Linked DNA regions of Mus musculus: region 1 is linked to region 2. The links are chromatin contacts, called in public Hi-C maps. All regions are on one chromosome and are shown on one strand. The core of a region is the stretch at or near the end of the contact, and the rest is flanking DNA. Distances in the headings are between cores, read along the strand shown. Region 1 overlaps Slc26a3 (solute carrier family 26, member 3). Region 2 has its middle 23 kb from the start of Dld.

What was found. Hi-C and Micro-C count contacts between places; a contact is called where the count stands out from the background.
Region 1: a contact with region 2 is called in a Hi-C map of morula, with 2.2 times the contacts expected there. The contact joins two enhancer-like sites. A contact is called at or near these places in 4 of 39 promoter capture datasets (3T3-L1-derived adipocytes, the HPC-7 cell line, liver and 1 more), 2 of 15 datasets of contacts at CTCF or cohesin (the G1E-ER4 cell line and pro-B cells), 49 of 484 Hi-C or Micro-C datasets (8-cell embryo, the AML12 cell line, the AtT-20 cell line and 37 more), 2 of 115 datasets of contacts at active chromatin or transcription factors (CD8 T cells and acute myeloid leukemia) and 2 of 9 other capture datasets (adipose tissue and liver).

The regions. Positions count from the first base shown.
Region 1 is chr12:31,456,062-31,459,293 of GRCm38.p6, reverse strand. Slc26a3 (solute carrier family 26, member 3) reads right to left here. Exons shown (of 21, transcript NM_021353.3): 9 at 2,149-2,296; 10 at 1,940-2,053; 11 at 1,757-1,834. Among named protein-coding and RNA genes, the nearest start is that of Slc26a3, 19 kb to the right of the region's middle. Within about 2 kb of position 1,758, at least 16 of the 459 cell types and tissues checked have an H3K27ac peak or open chromatin away from gene starts, as enhancers often do. A contact at or near this core is called in morula, where this site is marked.
Region 2 is chr12:31,373,144-31,376,258 of GRCm38.p6, reverse strand. No RefSeq gene overlaps it. Among named protein-coding and RNA genes, the nearest start is that of Dld, 23 kb to the right of the region's middle. Within about 2 kb of position 1,483, at least 32 of the 459 cell types and tissues checked have an H3K27ac peak or open chromatin away from gene starts, as enhancers often do. A contact at or near this core is called in morula, where this site is marked.

The DNA.
Region 1 (3,232 bases), core at 509-3,008, 83 kb before region 2:
GTTTTGAAGCTAAGGATTTGGGGGTGTGGAAGACATGGTTTTGGCAAATAGTGCTTTGTGATGCTTGGAGACACATCCAGCCAATACGCTTCCTAGAAGTGACCACACCAGGAGTCCTCCCACCTTGGGGTGAGTACACATGTCAGCTATCAACCAACATGGAAGAAGGACCCAGAGAGCAAACAACAGTTAGTGGTGGCTGGGTTATCGCTAAGTCCCTTGCAGTCAGAAGTATGATGGAATGTTTGGATAGTAATATTAATTATCAGTACAATTAAGGACTCCATGTGCCTTACATCATTTATTGTCACAACTACTCTGGATAGCAAGTACTTTCCCCTTCCTGTTTTAGATGTGAAGGACTTGAGGTTCAGAGAAGTTGAAGCATTGATCTCAAATCACACAGATAAAAAGCCATAGAGCTAGGGTTGCCTGGCCCATTTGTGCACTCCTTCGAAGCCCTGTGAATGCCCCAGAGAGCAATGACCTTGTCTTTACTATCATCTGCTTTCGTGTAGGCTTAGTGGTTTCCAGGACACTGGGGCTGTTTACCATTATTAAAGGAAACCCAGTGATAGACAGGGAGCTCAAGGGTAAGAGGTGTATCTGGCTGTTTGCTCCCCTCCTACAAGCTGACAGTGTTGGTTTTGGAATCAAACCAAACTCCTTGGAGCTGCAGGGCGTGTTCCTAAGAACAGGTGTGGAGCTGGTAGCACCACTCTCTGTGTTAGATAGAGGGCTTGATGACCTAACCCTCATGAAACTCAAGAAGAAGGAAGACCAAAGTGTGGATACCTCGATCCTTCCTAGAAGGGGGAACAAAATACCCATGGAAGGAGTTACAGAGACAAAGTGTGGAGCAGAGACTGAAGGAATGACCAGCCAGAGACTGCTCCATCTGGGGACCCATCCCATATACAATCACCAAACCCAGACACTATTGTGGATGCCAACAAGTGCTTGCTGACAGGAGCCTGATATAGCTGTCCCCTAAGAGGCTCCACCAGTGCCTGACAAATACAGAAGAAGATGCTCACAGCTATCCATTACACTGAGCACAGGGTCCCCAATGAAGGACCTAGAGAAAGGACCCAAGGAGTTGAAGGGGTTAGCAACTCCATAGGAGGAACAACAATATGAACTAACCAGTAACCCCAGAGCTCCCAGGGACTAAACCACCAACCAAAGAGTACACATGGTGAGACTCATGGCTCCATCTACTTATGTAGCAGAGGATGGCCTACATCAACGGGAGGAGAGACCCAGGATGGTCCTGTGAAGGCTCTATGCCCCAGGGTAAGGGAATGCCAGGGCCAGGAAGCAGGAATGGATGGGTTGGTGAACAGGGGAGAGGGGAGAAGGGTGAGGGAAGGGGATTTTTGGAGGGAGATCAGGAAAGGGGATAACATTTGAAATGTAAATAAATAAAATATCTAATAAAATTTTTTAAAAAAGAAAATCTTTACTTCAGTCAACCTAGGTTGAAGCTACCATGCCAAAGCACCTCTCTGCTTGAACATTCATTATGTAGAGTAGCGTAGATAACGTGGTTTGGGCGTCTGCATTCCTAACATTTCATAATCGGGTGCCAGGAGAAGGAAACCTTCTTGGTCCATACAGTGTTGACTAAGGAGGGGGTCTGAGAGCTTGTCAAGAACTCATTTCCCCTAGCGTAGCTTTCGTCTTCAGAACCTGAGAGCTAGATTTAGCACCGCAGAGAGAGAGATATATTATCCCCTCAAGGGAAGACGATTACCTTTTGTAGCGGCTGCAGAAGAAACCCAATGGCAACTATGACGATCAACACGATGACAGCTGAGAGAAGCCCCGCAACCTGCGAGAAATGAAACAATCCCCATGATGGCTGCCGCTTTCCTCCTGGCTTGGGTTTCCCAGTCATCAGCACTGTGCTGGCCTTGCAACAGAGCTGCTCTAATACCTGTGTTTTGCCTCCCGTGCTCTCCTGAACCCCTGATCTGGAAAGGGCTGTGCTCCCTGCAAATCCTTTGAATGCTCCAGTGAATATGTTGCTCACTCCCAAGGCAATTAACTCCTGCAGACGACAGGGGAGGAAGGTTTTTCTGAAATGGTCTCTTTCAGAAGAGTATTATGTGCATGGAATACCTAATTGGGCCCGACTAGGCTTACCTGATTGCCATCAATCGGATAATCGTATTTGAGGGAGTACACGCTGGCAACGGAAAAGGCCACGGCAAAGCCGACGATCGCGATGCCGAAGCTGTCTCCTATGGTGTCTTGGAAAACTTCCACGCTGGGTGTAATAGGGGGTTGAAATCTGAAATTGAAAGCAAGCAAAACTATAGGCTACCAACTTGTTGGTAACTCAAAAGATTATTGGGCAAATAAATGAATGGATACCGTCTGGGCTGAATTGAATTGTGTCTTTTTTTTTTTTTTTTTTAAGTATGGCCTAAGAACTTGATTTCATTGAAAAGTTTGGCATTTCCCCTCTCACTGTCATGAAGTAATTAATGCTGCCTGTATTGATAAACCTTACAATACAGCCTGGCAATAATGGTAAGATGGGTATGATCTTGCCAGCGCACTCTGAGTATCACGTGTTCTCTTATTCCCCTTGAGGCAAGTGTCTTAGGTTCCAGCTGATGTTATGAATGGGGCTCAAAGCATTCTTCTCAGTGCCCTCAATAACTGTCCACGGCTGAGGGCGAAGGCTCTTTGTGCAAATACAACTCTGGGACAAGAAAATAAAAATCTTCTTCCCGCTGGTAACTAACTTTTCATTGCCTGATAGGCAGGCCTTGGGCTTTGCCCCGAGCTCTGTAGAACTGCTAGAGTCCACCACACCCAGAGGAGAGCAGGTCTTAGCATCAGGTGATAAGGTTTTAGAGATAAGTGTTCCTCCCTCAGGAAACTTCATGCTCATAAGCTCCAACAGCAAGTATGTTTGCCAGCTGTATTATAAAAGCTGTCTGTCCCAAATGGCATCGAGCTACTAAAACGTTCAGCTCCCGTCAGCATCGGCTTCAGACCCGATGCTTACTGGAAGGGCACGATTGGATCCAGTCGACTGTGTCTGAATTGTTGTTTTATCTTTTATGTCTTTGATCATAAATACCCAGCTATAGTTTTGAAAATGTACTATTAGTCCAGGCAAACTAGAAAGGAGGATTGCAATTTAGTTTTCAGAAACCAACCTAGCAGCAGAGACAAAATTAAAGATTGTATTTTATATCAAAATAACTAGGCCTCT
Region 2 (3,115 bases), core at 234-2,733:
TTCCTGTTTTTAACTATTTGTTTCCCAGCCTCGCTCCCTCTGTTTTTAACTATTTGTTTGCCACTCCATCAATGCCAAGGTGTACTAGTCAGAAGTCTTTTTGTTGCAGCTAATAGAGATTCCACGCCCACCCCCACCCCCCAATTTTTTTGTGTGCAAAACAATATATGTTAGCTAGTTAGACCTGAAGCATGCAGGGGTAGAGCCAAGCACAAGCATGGCTTCCTTGAGGACTCTGAGTCATTCCGAAGCTGCTTCTTTATTTTGATTGGCTCTAAATTCCTTTTTATTTGATCTATTCTAATGTACTTGGAGTAAAACAGTGCAATGTCTTATCTCTGTGTCCACTTGAGCATCTAAAGTCTTCATCTCTTTCTCCTCCTCCTCCTTCTCCTCTCCCTCCTCCTCCTCCTCTTCCTTCTCCTCCCCCCTCCTTCCTGTGATGTAAGTCTGTGAACTAACGACTGTGGCCACGCTTGAGTATCAAGCCCTACCCATGTAAGGGTCCATGACTCACCAAAGAATCATACCCCAGACTCAAATAGTATGCAAAAGCAGAGAGTGTTTTATTCTGCAGACATCTGCATGCTGGGGTCTACCATCTACCATGATGGAGGTGCCCCAGTAAGCTTCCAGTCCAGACTTAAAGCATATTAGGGGAATTCTGGGGAGGGGTAGGTGACCTCTATCTTAATCGTTGGCTCTATCTCTAGAGACATTCCAGAACCCATTGCTGGGGTGGGGGTGGGGGACTGGAAACTGTTGCTGAGGAAGTCTGGAAACTGCGGCTGACCCTTTGTCCTTGCCTCAGGCCAGGGGGCAGGGCCTGGACTTGCCCAGACTTGCCCAGTTCGTAGTAACAAAGATTTAGGCCTAGTCTCCTGAACTGCCAATTTGAAGCCTGTCAAGAAGTCAGCCTACCTCATCCGTAGTTTTCAGAGCAGAGATGTCCAATACAGATAAATTGATAGCCACTGACGTGCAGACAGATAAAGGCAACATATATAAATTATATTCTAACAGTCATGTGTTTTTTTAAAAAGTAAAAAAGGAACGGGGTCTTGGGTGTGTTTTCACACATGTAATCACTACACAGCGTTTGGGAGGCTTAGGCAGGAGGATTATGAGAAGGCTACACAGCAAGATGTGTGTGTGTGTGTGTGTGCATGTGTGCAAGAGAGAGATTGATTTTTTTTTAACCAATTAAATACAATGTTATTATTTTAACATGTAATCAACATTTCTGAGACAGCAAAACCTATCATTTTAACTGAGTTTTCAACCACAATCCACTGGAGGGTGGGATGAGACATCCTTTGAGAAACAGTATCCTTGAGACACCTTTACTCCTCTGTGCTTCCAAACTCACCTTTGGAGTGGTCAGAGGAGAAAGGCCTGATGACCGGTGTGAGCTGTCAGGAATGAAGGCGGGATTGATACTGGGCGGAGCCAGGGTTACACAGATGCTGCTGTTACTGCTGCACTGCTGCCCTCTGCTGGTTATATTATATCACAACCATATAAACAAAAAGGACGCTGGGCGTTTGTGAGCCCTTGACGTTTCTGGCAGTCTTCTTTCACAGGCTCTTGAAGTGACTTTCTTTTTGGAATTTTGATGCATTACAGAGCCTAGGAAATTTTCATGGGGTTACTGTGGATCATCTTACCGATGTCCCTCACAGGGTTTTCTCCACCTTTCATGGCAGTCAGCTACACACTGCAAGTATTCATGTTTCTGTTTCTGTGTATTTTCCACTTCTTTAAAAGAACACAAATGGAGAAGATTCTCTTACATCCCAAGCTTTCTTCAGCCATTAAGTACTGGATGGCACTCTCACCTCTGTGGCTTGTGAAGACACTGCTTGGTATATTTGAAGAACATTGTAATGTTATTATAAAACAAATCTTAAAATTTACACAATGCCTTATTAAATTCATTTTTTTAATGTCTGGTTCAAAACTCTCCTCTTTGTAGTTGTATCCTGAACTACTTATGGACGAAGGGTTTGATGACTGGAATTTCACCCAAAAGTGACAAGTTGAAGAAATACTGGCCACAATGTAGTCATTGTTGACACTGGACAAGAGGTGCAGGGGGACCATTATGCTAGTTTGTCTCTTTGAAGTATATTTTAAATTACTCTCCAAAGAGTAAAAAGAGCAACAAAATTGCAAATTCTTCCCAACATTCTGTGTAGTACTGTACACACCGTGGCTACTACATGCTACTCTGTTACTTACTACTGTGGGTTAGAACTTCATTGTTTCCGGGCAGGTTATAATTGCCTTCTTAAAAGACAAACTCAAAGGACAAAAAAAAAAAAAAAAAAAAAAAAAAAAAAAAAAAAGGCATGCTGGCTCACACCTGTGATCCCAGCATTTGAAAGACAGAGGCAAGTAGACTACTCAGATCTGAGGCCAGCCTGTTCTATGTAGTAAACAGACCAGCTATGGCTACATAGTAAGCCTCCATCTCTAAATAAATAAATAAACCAACCAACCTACAAAACGAAGCAAAAAGATAAGCTAAAAAATGAATTGGCAGGGCTGGAGAGATATTTCAGAGGCTCAGAGTACTTATTGCTCTTGTTTAAGTCCCAGCACCCATAGGGTGGCTTACAACCATTCATAACTCCAGTTGCAGGGAGTCTAACAGGCACGGTGCACATATATACACATGCAGGGAAGACATCTACTCATATAAAGTATGATGAGTACACCTTTAAAAATTAAAAAATAAATAATTGGCTAGTGCACTTACAGAAAATAATTAAATAGGAATATATTTAGTTAGACATTCTAAGGAAATTCCTTCAGAGACATAGACATCAAAGGGACTGGGTGAAATGGAACACTTGGTGAAGTCCTTGCTGAGCAAGCATGAGGAACTGAATTTGGGTCTTAACACCCACATAAAGGTCTGGGCATCGTGGCAGTCACCTGCAATCCAAACCCCCACTTTCATTAAGACCGGTCATTCAGAAGTTCTACATTAGAAAACCCACTTAATAGCCCCAAGAATAGTGGTGTTTCTACAGTAGTTATAGCTCTGACATTGCCTCCATTTAATCTAGTTACATCCAGTTACATCCAGTTACATCTAGTTACCTTTCAA